2 separate regions of the Zea mays genome follow, and region 2 is linked to region 1. A link is a contact called in public Hi-C data. All regions are on one chromosome and are shown on one strand. The core of a region is the stretch at or near the end of the contact, and the rest is flanking DNA. Distances in the headings are between cores, read along the strand shown.

Evidence for each region. Hi-C and Micro-C count contacts between places; a contact is called where the count stands out from the background.
Region 2: a Hi-C map of ear shows a contact between it and region 1, with 2.7 times the contacts expected there. The contact joins the promoter of LOC100279916 here to the promoter of LOC100274103 in region 1. A contact is called at or near these places in 2 of 25 Hi-C or Micro-C datasets (ear and tassel).

The regions. Positions count from the first base shown.
Region 1 is chr4:118,544,206-118,549,846 of Zm-B73-REFERENCE-NAM-5.0, forward strand. It overlaps LOC100274103 (mitogen-activated protein kinase organizer 1), which reads left to right and starts at 2,364. Exons shown (of 8, transcript NM_001148482.1): 1 at 2,364-2,641; 2 at 2,776-2,878; 3 at 3,263-3,370; 4 at 3,472-3,581; 5 at 3,731-3,838. The coding sequence starts at 2,418.
Region 2 is chr4:119,062,761-119,068,928 of Zm-B73-REFERENCE-NAM-5.0, forward strand. LOC100279916 reads right to left here and starts at 1,925. Exons shown (of 5, transcript NM_001152868.1): 1 at 1,560-1,925; 2 at 1-1,471. The coding sequence starts at 1,419.

The DNA.
Region 1 (5,641 bases), core at 1,114-3,613:
CCGTCAAAGGAGCACTTAAGCCCTATAGAAGCATAACTGTCGGGGCTGCCGGGACCTTGCTGACGTCTCCTTGCTTCCGTAGGGGCTGAGAACCGCCGTCATCATGGACGCACGCGGGGTGCCATCATTACTTGTTTACCGGGGCAAGTCAGATGGGACGCCGGTCTTGTTCCCCGTAGCCTGAGCTAGCTAGGGGTAGGGTAATGATGTCCCCCCTGTGGCGTGGTCGGTCCGAGCCCAAGGTCGGGCGAGGCGGAGACTCCTCCTGAGGCCGAGGCTGAGGTGGGGTGAGGACGCGATTCCTTCTGAGGTCGAGGTTGAGGCCGAGCCCTGGGGTCGGGCGAGGCGGAGACCATCCTCCGAGGCCGAGGTTGAGGCCGAGCCCTGGGGTCGGGCGAGGCGGAGACCACCTTCCGAGGCCGAGGCGGGGGCCGAGCCCTGAGGTCGGGCGAGGCGGAGACCTCCTTCTGAGGCCGAGGCCCAAGGTCGGGCGAGGCGGAGCTTCCTGTTGCGCCTGAGGCTAGACTTAGCTGTTGTCAGCCTCACCCTAGCGGGTGGCACAGCAGTCGGAGCGGGGCAGGCGACGCTGTTTTCCTGTCAGGTCGGTCAGTGGAAGGGCGAAGTGACTGCGGTCACTTCGGCCCTGCCGACTGAGGAACGTGCGTCAGGATAAGGTGTCAGGCGATCCTTGCATTGAATGCTCCTGCGATACGGTCGGTTGGCGAGGCGATCTGGCCAAGGTTGCTTCACTGCGAAGCTTGCCCGAGCTGGGCCTCGGGCGAGTCGAGGGTGCGCCCGTTGCTTGAGGAGGCCCTCGGGCGAGGCATGAATTCGCCTGGGACTACTGTTACTGCCCGAGGCTATGCTCGGGCGAGGCGAGATCACGTCCCTTGAGTAGACGGAGCCTTGACCTGAATTGCGCCCGTCAGTCTCTGCAACTTGTGTTGATGGTGATTACCAGCCGAGTTTAGGAGTGTTGGGGGTACCCCTAATTATGGTACCCAACAATAAACGATAGGTATTTGTAAATATTATGAATATAGAAACCGTGGTAATACACAGATAACTAACTAGTTTAATTTTATCTACCAATTAGACTTTTTATGATCAAAACTGCTTTTAAGTAATCTCATCAAGTAGTATTATTTAAGTTTTCAAGTGCATGAGACCAACTTTATCTTCAGATGACATCGCACCCAATGACCCAACCATTTCTGTTACAGCGAATTCATTCATCGACTAAGACTGTGTTCAGCGGTTCCCCCTAAATTTTTCCCCCTATATCACTTTTTTGCGTCACATCATAAACATTTCACCCCCTATTTTTTCATCTCCCGCAGTGGTCCCCCCTAAATACTTCCCCTATACCCCACTACAACTATAAAATATCATTTTCTATATCTACTATCAATTTTTTATCTACTAACAATTACTCGTGGACCCACAGCACAGTGCCGTAGGGGATAAACAGTGTTCCCCTACATCTGAGGAGAGAGAAACGATGAACGCTACCTAGAGTAAGGGAAAGAGGGCAGCAATGTGCGCAAAGAGGTGCCCTATAGCCACCACAGCGAGGGGAGTGGAATGCTCGCGGGGACCGTTGAAGAGAGTCTAAGATAACTGTCTCGCTAAGGTCTGGTTTGGTAACAAAGCAATTGGAGGATCAATGGAGAGGAAATCCCTTACTATTTAAATTTTGAATAGAAAGGGATTTCCTCTCCATAAATTCTCATTAAATACATTGTCACCAAACTTGCCCTAAGTGTAGTTATTGATGGCCATTCATGTTCTTTTTTTACACTGGTTCAAATAACAAAATTATTCCATCAATGAAAGTGTTTAAAAATATTTATTTATTATACTTTTTTCTAAAAAATGAAGTTTTATGCGGACAAAAACTTTAACAAATTGATGAAGAACAAAAACGATACTCGCTCAGTTTCAAAATAGTATTCGTTTTAGTTTTTATCTTTTTATCTATATTTATATAGATGATAATAAATTTTAGACATATATAAAACACATACATCAAATATTATATGAATTCATTATTTTTAAAATAAATTCTAATTTGAGACAGAGTGAGTATTAATTTATTTTTTGGGAAATTTGGATCCATACCATTAAAAGATCACCACTTTGGATCCATACCATTACTATCTCACTTACATGTGGGTCCACATGAGTCAATGACATGTGGGGTCCATGGTATATATCTAAAGTTTGGATCTTTTAATGGTATAGATCCAATTGTTCCTTATTTTTTTCTACCAAGGAGCGGTATTCAGCTACAAATTGTCTCGTGGGCTACGGGCTACATTCCATCTAGCCAGCCCAATCCACATCACCAGCCCACCTCGTCGAACTCGTCGTCTTCCGTCCATCCATCGTCGTCGGCGGCGGCGGAGAGAGAGCAGATGACGTCCTCGGGGACGGTCGCGCAGCAGCTGCCGCGGACGGAGGCGCGGTCGCTGTCGGGTCACGAGGGAGCGGTGTTGGCCGTGCGGTTCAACCGGGACGGCAATTACTGCCTGAGTTGCGGCAAGGACCGCACTCTCCGCCTCTGGAATCCTCACACAGGCGCCCAGGTCAAGACCTACAAGTCCCACGCCCGCGAGGTCCGCGATGTGCACTCTTCCTCGTACGTACGCACGCACGCAAGCACGCGCCCCCTTCTCCATCTCGTTGCGTCGCATCTGATCTGGAGACGCGGCAACGGAAAATTTGCCAAGTGCTTCTTGTTGTTCATTGGTTTCATGGTTTGTTTCTGGACAGGGATAACGCCAAACTGGTGTCCTGCGGTGCCGACAGACAAATCTTCTATTGGGACGTTGCCTCGGGCCGCGTCATCCGCAAGTTCCGCGGCCACAACAGCGAGGTAATGCATCAGATCAATTGATGCCCCCTCCCCCTTATTTTTGGAGTTTCAGCCGTCTTCTGATGGCTACACTGTAATCAAGTAGTCCCGTGCTAATTGTGTGGGCTACCTGAACCACGGGCAATAGTGTATCGTTCTCATTGCTGTAATACCAACTGTATCCAAAGCAGTGCTCTGAACCATACTTCTGGTGGTTGCACTCTTGTGCTTTTATCTGATAGTTCCACTTGCATTTAGCAGTTGCCATTGCACAGTGGTTCAACTGTGTGATTATGGTCAGGCCTGTCGGTGATGCTAAAAAATTGATAGACAGTCTCTGTGTGATAATTTTGTAATTTTTGAGATATGCATCCTGCTCAGCCATCTTTACTCTGCTCTCGATAGGTCAATTCAGTGAAGTTTAATGAGTACAATGCTGTTGTAGTCTCAGCTGGTTATGACCGTACGGTGCGTGCATTTGACTGCAGGTCTCAAAACAACGACCCTATTCAGGTGGTTTTACATTGTTACCTATACTACATAACTGCATCACGTTTTGTTATATTTCCTTATCTTGAAGTCTTATACAATTGCTTTCTACTATCGTGTTGCAGACAATTGATACTTTTCAAGATAGTGTAATGTCAGTTAACCTAACAAAGACAGAAATAATTGCTGGCAGTGTTGATGGTACTGTCCGGGCATTTGACATTCGCATGGGTAGGTAGGTGATGCCTTATTATAGTATCAATTATATCTAACATGTACTTCTTCCCTCCTTTTTTTAAGAAAGTACTTTGAATCCTAATCCATTTACTCCTATCAACTGTTTCTGTATGGTTTGTTGATTTATTTCCTGCTTGCTTATAACAGGGAGACTGTTGATAATCTAGGGCATCCTGTGAACTGTGTATCATTATCAAATGACAACAATTGCCTTTTAGCTAACTGTTTAGATTCTACTGTGCGGCTTCTAGACAAGTAAGTGCTATTTACAAGCTGCTCAGTATTTTGTTTTCAGCCTGGGCACAAATTTGCAGGGAAGCCTCTTTTATCTAGCACTTTGGAGCAATTAAATCCCATTACTAGTATGAAGTTATTTTTATTATTATTCTCCTCTACTTTATAGAAAGATGCAGTCACACTCTCCCTTTAGCTTTGGTTGGAAAGGTGATATGGTTATCAATGATGGCAATTTGGACCATGGAAGAAATTCCACATCTTGACATAGCTGTCAATCTCATTACCATCTTGAATGGATTGATCAAAGCAAATTTTCTCCGTAACTCTTAGTCTCTGATTCATCACTACACTATTGTCTTTGCCATACTATCACTCGTGGGAACTTTTATAGTCCAAATATATCCAATTACTGGGTTCTAGATTGTGCTAAGCTGCTGCTGGTGCCATGGATTACACCTGCACTTGCAGGCTCCTCATGTTTCTCAAGCAACATATTTGAGATTTGAGAATTGTAGTACTAGATTCCAGTTGGCTTCATGTTTCTTTTACATACATTCGAAAGCTTTAAGTTAACTTGGTATTGAAACATGTACTCCCTTGGGTAGCTGGCAAGTTAAATGAATCATTTTTCTTGGTCTTGTTGTCTTGGGTACAAATCGCATGTTAATATTTACTTGGTGCATTCCTGTGTACCAGAAGACCATCATGCTTGTATTCCTATGCCATAACAATCAGGAGCCATGTATTCATGTTTTGGTCCACACGACTACCAAAAATGATTTTCTTGTACTTTGAGAGTCCACATTATGATGGCCCCATTGCCCATGCATCATTGACTTGCTGCTGTATGCGGAGAAAAGGAATAAATGATATTAGGATCATAAGTGGTGGTTTTCATCTTTGTTATTTCCATAGCAAGCTTAGGAGTGCATCACTAACTATGAATGCATGGTTTTCAAATCATCCGATTAATCATCATGGTCGATCAGATGAAGTCGAGGGCTCCGATCCGATTAGGTAGTCTGGTTGTTCGAGTAATCATCGCCTAATCGCGGCTAATCGGCCAATTAGGTACTTGCTGCGACCAGAAATTGTGAACATGGAAAGCCAGCGCTGGGTCCAAATTTGGTGCCTCGTTTTCCTCTCTGGTGCCTTATTTATTGGGGCTAATAAAGGAACCATTTAGCTAATTGGCTGGCTTTCTAAATCTGCTTTCCTGTTTTGATTTCTCTGTCTCTTCTCCTTCCTAGCCGGCTGGCTGCTGATCCATTGTTCCTGGGCTCCTGGCGACTTCTCAGTTCTCCTCCTCCCTGAGAAAACATCCAGCTGCTGCTGCTGCTGCTCCTCCTTGACCAACAAGATGATGCAGCTTCTCGGGAAGATGAAGAACAGCCACTGCAATCTGATGGAGGATCAACGGAAATGGAAGAATCTGTCCCAGGTGGTGGTGGAGGGCAAGCTACTGCTGATGCATTCCATTTGGATGAGGATTTGCTACTTTAGGTCTTGAGTTTGATTAGCTAAGTACCTACCGCTGTTTGAGTTTGAATGTTTGATTACTTACTTCTGTTCAGACTTTACCCTTTAGAGGTGCTACTCAAGGTGATTGTTGCTGTAATGCTGTTTGAGACTTTGAGTACTGCTAAATAGCTACTACTGTTTGAGTTTGAGTTAAATACTGCTGTAGTTTTGATTACCTACTGCTGTTTGAAGTATATTATATAGTATATAACTATACACTATAGTGTATATAACTATATATATTTATATATGTCCTGATTAGTACAGGATGTTTAGGACTACTAGGTGGACGACCTGTCA
Region 2 (6,168 bases), core at 675-3,174, 520 kb after region 1:
TGTTAACGGAGATAAGTTAGTTTCTTCCTTATATTGCTGGACAACCACATGTGGTTGTGCATCAACCTTCTCTTCTACCATGTTTCCAGTCCCAACTGGTATTCCATTTTCTTGAAGAAGCATCGACTCTTTTGGTTCAGCACAGACATCACCAGAGCTAGTGTTTTCATGGCAAATTTTATCTTCTCTGTTTTCTGACGCGACGTTAGTCAAAGATCTCTCAGCAGAATCACCGATTACCATCTGTGAAGCTTGACAAGAAGAAACTAGATCAACTGTTTCAACAACTGCAGTTTCTCCTGGGATACATGCTGCATTTCTGTGTGCACGCACTGACCTGGGCCTTGTTGGGGTTCTTGTGAAGTTACAATAGTCAATCAAACTATCCTTACCAACATGCATCTCAACTTCCATATTTGTCTCACCATCAGAAGTGTTGTGATCCAAAGTAGCCTCATCCATAACTTTTTTTTCATTTCCAGCTTCCTCATCAGGAACCTCATCTTCAATCTTACCATATGGTAACTGTTTGGGATCTGACTCTGTAACAACACGACAAGAAGCATGATTTACATCGGTGTCTATCCCTTGCTTAACCACCTCAGTTTCTGAATTTTGCGTCCCACTGTCATCCTCCACCTCACCTTCCTCAGTCTCCTCCAGCACCTTTGATGCATCATTAGCATCCTTACTAGTATCTTTGACAGAGCTCATAATCTTCGATGTTGTATCCTCCATGCATAACCCTGCTACAGCCTTCGCTGTCAATGGTGTCCCCTCCCTCACTGCCTCTGTAACACTAGTACTCGCCTCATCATTCCCCCGATTGCCGCGGCGCTCTCTCTGAAACCCAGGTGCCCCATCTTCATCCCCATCCTCCTCGTAGTGCCGACCGTTCGGAAATGGCCTTCCTCTCTCCTCCCTGTCTCTCCCTGAGTCCAGATACCCCCTCCTGTACTCCCCATACTTCCTCTTCCCTCTTCCATTGTAGCTGCCACGGCTGCAATCATCTCTGCTACTAGTGCTGCTACTAGTGCCATTGGCTCGCCTAGGCCAGCCGTTAGGGTTACTGTTGTATTCATCTTCGTACCTCCTCCGGCCATAAAACCCGGGGGGTTCCTGCTGCTGTGGTAGCTGCGGGGGCGGAGGAAGAGGATGAGCAAGCCACGTGCCAGAGATGCCGGCGCCACGCTGGAGGGCGGCTGGCGGGAGCACGCCCTGGGCAACCAGATACTCGGCAGCGAGGCGACCGGCCTCCATAAGCACCTCGTACTTGCGCTCTAGCGGCGGCGGCGGCGGCGCCGGCGGAAACGGCGGAGGAGGAGGAGGAGCGTAGTACGGCTGCTTGTGGCCGCGAGGATACCCACCACGGCCGAACGGCGGCGGCGGCGGCAAGCGGCTACGGTGGTTGTACTGCATCGCAAAGGTCACAGCTTTGTCCACGGAAACCACGAGAAATTCGTCAGGAATTCTGAGGCAAAGACCAAAAAGAAAAGGTGTTACGATTTCTGCAACTTATCTCGCGGCGGGGAATCAGAAACCCTAGGGCAAGAACTCACAAGTCACGATTCACCGGACACTCTTGCCATCGTATTGGATAAATCCACCAAATGGAGGCCGGAATTACCACTGGCTAAGTCAGTTCTTGTTTCTTTCTACCTGATTCTACCCTCTGTTCTTGGTCCGATACTCCGATCGATGCAGGGGAAGGGAAAGGATTACTGAAAAAATGGAAGAATTTTACTAGATTAAAAGAACGCGACGATGCACCTATTTCTGCTGGGGAATTCTAATTTCCACGGGCAAGAATTTGCTGATTGGTTTAATCCAAGGAGTTAATAAAAAGGAAGAGGAAATTAATGGTCGCTGCTTTTGGTGGGTCGGAGTATCAGTTTTGGATGGGCGCGTGAATGTGCACGTGGATCCAATTCCTCTATCTGCTGCTTGGGTCGGGACTCGGGAGTATGGAGAAGGACTGGTGGGTCCCGGATGTCATTTGCTAAGGCCGGACGGTTCGGAAGTTGTTGTTTGAAAGCAGCTGTTTGATATAGCGCATCAATATAGATGGTAATAGTAACTCGATATTTGATGGGTAAAAACTCTATTAAAACATATATTTAACAAATTTTATGTCTATAGGTATTTTATTAGATACTTTATTATATACATTAGATATGGTGGCTATGAGTATTTTCTCTCTTCACACGTGAATCCACTAACACATGTCATGTGTGTCTAGATTATTAGAAATATTCCATATAAAATTGGAAGAGCAAGAATGATGCCCTTTTTGTTTCAATAGCTTACACGTCTTAAACATTTAAATATTAAGTATTGTATACTGAACAATTAGATAACTATCATAATGTTGTATGTTGTTATTAATAACTCTCTTTTAGGTTATGAGTGCTATATTTTGTATGATCTTATGGCATAATGTTGTCATTTAGTATGGAATTGTTGATCTTGTAATAAAATTATGTTGGGTTCGATGAATTTATCATGCTAGACATAAAGATAATATGCTATTTTAGTATATTTCATTATTGATGAGATATGGATCCGTTGGTACTTGATTTCAATCCCTGAAGGTATCGAAAATCAAGGCAACACAAGTTAAATATTTGGACCTTCGTCCTTTGGTTCGAAGTGTTAGCGCGAAGGACGAAGTTTCTCAAAATGAAGTGGAAATGAAACGATGTGAAAAGACAATGAAAAATATTGTATGGAACTCATCTGTCTTAGCATTCTTATTCCGACTTCTTTTTTTTTATTAAATTAGTTTATAAGTATACCTTCGGCTCCTTAACACAAGGTGGTATGATGGCTCTTCGAAGGCCGAAGCTATGGTCCTCAAAAAGGTATCTTATGCATGACTTTGTTCATCTAATTATAGAAAAAAAATGAAACGCCTTCGTACAAAATTACAATCATGCCCCTCAAGGTTTTACACACATTGTTTACAAATGACCTTCCTTTGCTGCGCAGATCTTGGCCTTCATCGCGTGAAAGCTTCTCCGCTGGCTTGTGTTCGAAGCCTTTCTCCTTTTGCCGAAGCTATCAACTTCGGCACACACCTTTATTATCTGCACGCATGGGTGAATCTTCTTTATACGCTGCTTCGGCCGAAGACCAGCTTCGTCCATTGATTGAAGTGTACTTGAAACACACTTGTTCATATCGAAGTGAAGGTTAAATGAAGAACTCTGGCAAAGGTAAGCCCCCAACAGTAGCCCTCGCGGGATGAGTTTGTTTCTTCGTAACGAACTTAGATCGTAAAAAATAAAATTGGGAGGCTTTGTGCCGAAGGTCCGAAAAACACCTTCCTGAATTCCGTTATGAAGAAGATAGATCGATTCAATAAAAACAATTGATCTGAAAGTTAGACGGACAGGGAGATGCTGAGAGTGATGTGCGGGAATGTTTTTCGACGTCTCACGCCGCTTCACACCCATTTCTCAGTATAAAACAGCCGAGCGGGTGGGTGCGGATCACATTTACTGCCCACAACTACCTGCTGCCAAAATTTTATGTGCCTCCGAAGCTTCCCATCCACCGCTGCTTCGAATGCTGGCTTTGGCTAAGTCATCTCAGACAATTTCCAGTCCACTCAGATGGCTAGGATTCAGACCACCGCAAAAACTGATCACACGTACCTCTTCGGAGGCATGAAAAGATACCCTACCCATCTCATAAGCTATGAGGGCTTTGTCATCGTCGAGGCCTGCTCCGGAGTTACTGAAGGATGGACCTTCGAAGCCAAGCTATATTGTAGGACTGGGCATAAAACCCGAGCCCGAAGCCCGTTACCCAAAATACCCGAACCCGTACCCGTTTAGCCCGATGCCCGTTACCCGAACAATTCCAACGGGTAACAAAACTAAATACCCGAACTAAGTTTGGGCCTAATCGGGTATTCACTCGCGGTACCCGAAGTACCCATTCTACCCGAACTGGTCCTAGTCGTGGGCTGTTGCCTATTGGGCTGCGCTGTTGGCCGTGGGCTCTGGGCTGTGCCGCTGCTTCTGCCTACTCCCTATCCGGAGTCCGGCTGTCCTTGATCCCATCCCAGCCGTCCCAGCAAAGCAAGGCAACAACCCTAGCTCAGTAGCTCCCAGGCGGCCGACAGGCCGACCGCCGACGGCGTCCTCCTCCAGGCTCCATTCCGGCTCCTCCCAAGCTCCCAGGCCCCAGCACCGCAGTGCGCGGCTGCGCGCAGACGCGCAGTCCTCCTCCCAGGCTCCCCGCTCCCAGCGCACTCCTCTCATCCTCTATCCCAGGCTCTGGCTGCAGGCACACGCGCACACGCGCCCGACGCACCGCGCCACCGCGGGTCCGTGGCACCGCGTAGTCGGCCTCGGCCAGTCTTGGGCACCACGTCGTTGCTTTGCTGTTGTTGGCTCCACGTCGTTGCTTTGTTGTTGCTGCCCTGGCGACTGGCGTTGGCGGCATGGCGAGTGGCACTGGCGACTAGCGTTGCTAATGCTTGGCGCGTTGCTTTGTTGTTGCTTTAGTTGAACCAAAACTGTTCAGACCTTTCTATTTGTTTTGCTTGAAAAAGTTTCTATGTACAAGCAGAGGCGCAGAGCTTCTCTTTCACCCCCCCAAACTTGCTACTTGAGATGCAGTTAAAATTTATGTAACAGTAGTACTTTGTCTCCGTTTTCTTGTGTGCGTTGTGGACTTGTGCAAGTTATTAAACTCTAGTATTTTATAATTCCATTGTCATATAGATGTCTTGTACTCTTGTGTATGATTTATAATAGAGGGTACCCGAATTTTACCCAAACCCAAACCCGAAATTGCGGGTACCCGAAAGTTTGGGTACGGGTACGGGTTCTACTGTTGGAAACCCGAAATATAAAAAACCCAAAAAACCCGACCCGAAATTTCGGGTAAACCCGAACGCCCAGTCCTACTATATTGAAATTTGTCGTTCCACTTTCAGGGAGAAGGATCTGCAATCTATGAAGAGGCTTGGTTATTTTAGTAGTAAAGTCAATGTTCGCCTCCCTAGGAATGAGACGACCCCGATGCTGGGAAAGAACAAAGTTATTGTATACAAGAGATTTTTCAAGGCAAGAATTTGGCTTCTGATGTACAAGATGATTGTGAAGATACTACAACGTTATGAGGTACACATGCATCAATTGACTCCGAATGCCATAGTTCGCCTTAGCATTTTCATTTGGGATGTACGAAGCCAGGGGGTCGCACAGATGCTGATGCTTTCTAAAGGGTGCATGATTTGCACTATCAAATAAAGGCCAAGGGTCACACAGGCCTTCACAATAACTTCGAATGCTACAACTTCAGTTATCGTAAGAATACAATTGGGCTGGTCCTCGCATATGGAACCAAGTGGCATGGAGACTGGATAAAAGAGTGGTTTTACGCCGAAGTTGACTCTGAACAGCGCGAGGACTTCAAAGGTGTGCCTATGAAAGGGAAATGTGCCCTTGGGCCATTTCTAAGTATTTTGGTGATTGAGTGCCAACACAAGTGCTTAAATGTGAATCTATGCCCATGGATGAACAAAGTGCAAATCACAAGTAAAGGTATGTTTCTAAGCCTTAGTACATTGGTTTTGTGTACTAATATATTTGTCTAAGTGTTAGAAACAGAGAGAAGAAGAAAAGGAGAATGTTGGCTGTGTACAGCCAACAGGCTGTTTCGGTCTGGGGCACCGAACTGTCCGGTGGTGCACCGGACAGTGTCCGGTGCGCCAGGCTGCCTCGACCTGAAGACGCCGCTCTCGGGAATTTGCCGACGGCGTACGGCTAAAATTCACCGGACTGTCCGGTGTGCACCGGACTGTCCGGTGAGCCAACGGTCGGCCGAGCCAACGGTCGGCCGCGGAATCTGCGCGCGACACGTGGTCTGGCCAACGGTCGGAAGGAGGCACCGGACTGTCCGGTGTGCACCGGACTGTCCGGTGCGCCAGATCTGCAACGGTCGGCAACGGTCGGCTGCGCCTTTTAAGGAAAGAAATCGGGCACCGGACAGTGTCCGGTGTGCACCGGACTGTCCGGTGCGCCCGACGACAGAAGGCAAGGATGGCCTTCCAGATTTGTTCTCAACGGCTCCTAGCTGCCTTGGGGCTATAAAAGGGACCCCTAGGCGCATGGAGGAGAACACCAAGCATTCCTACAACATTCCTAAGCACCA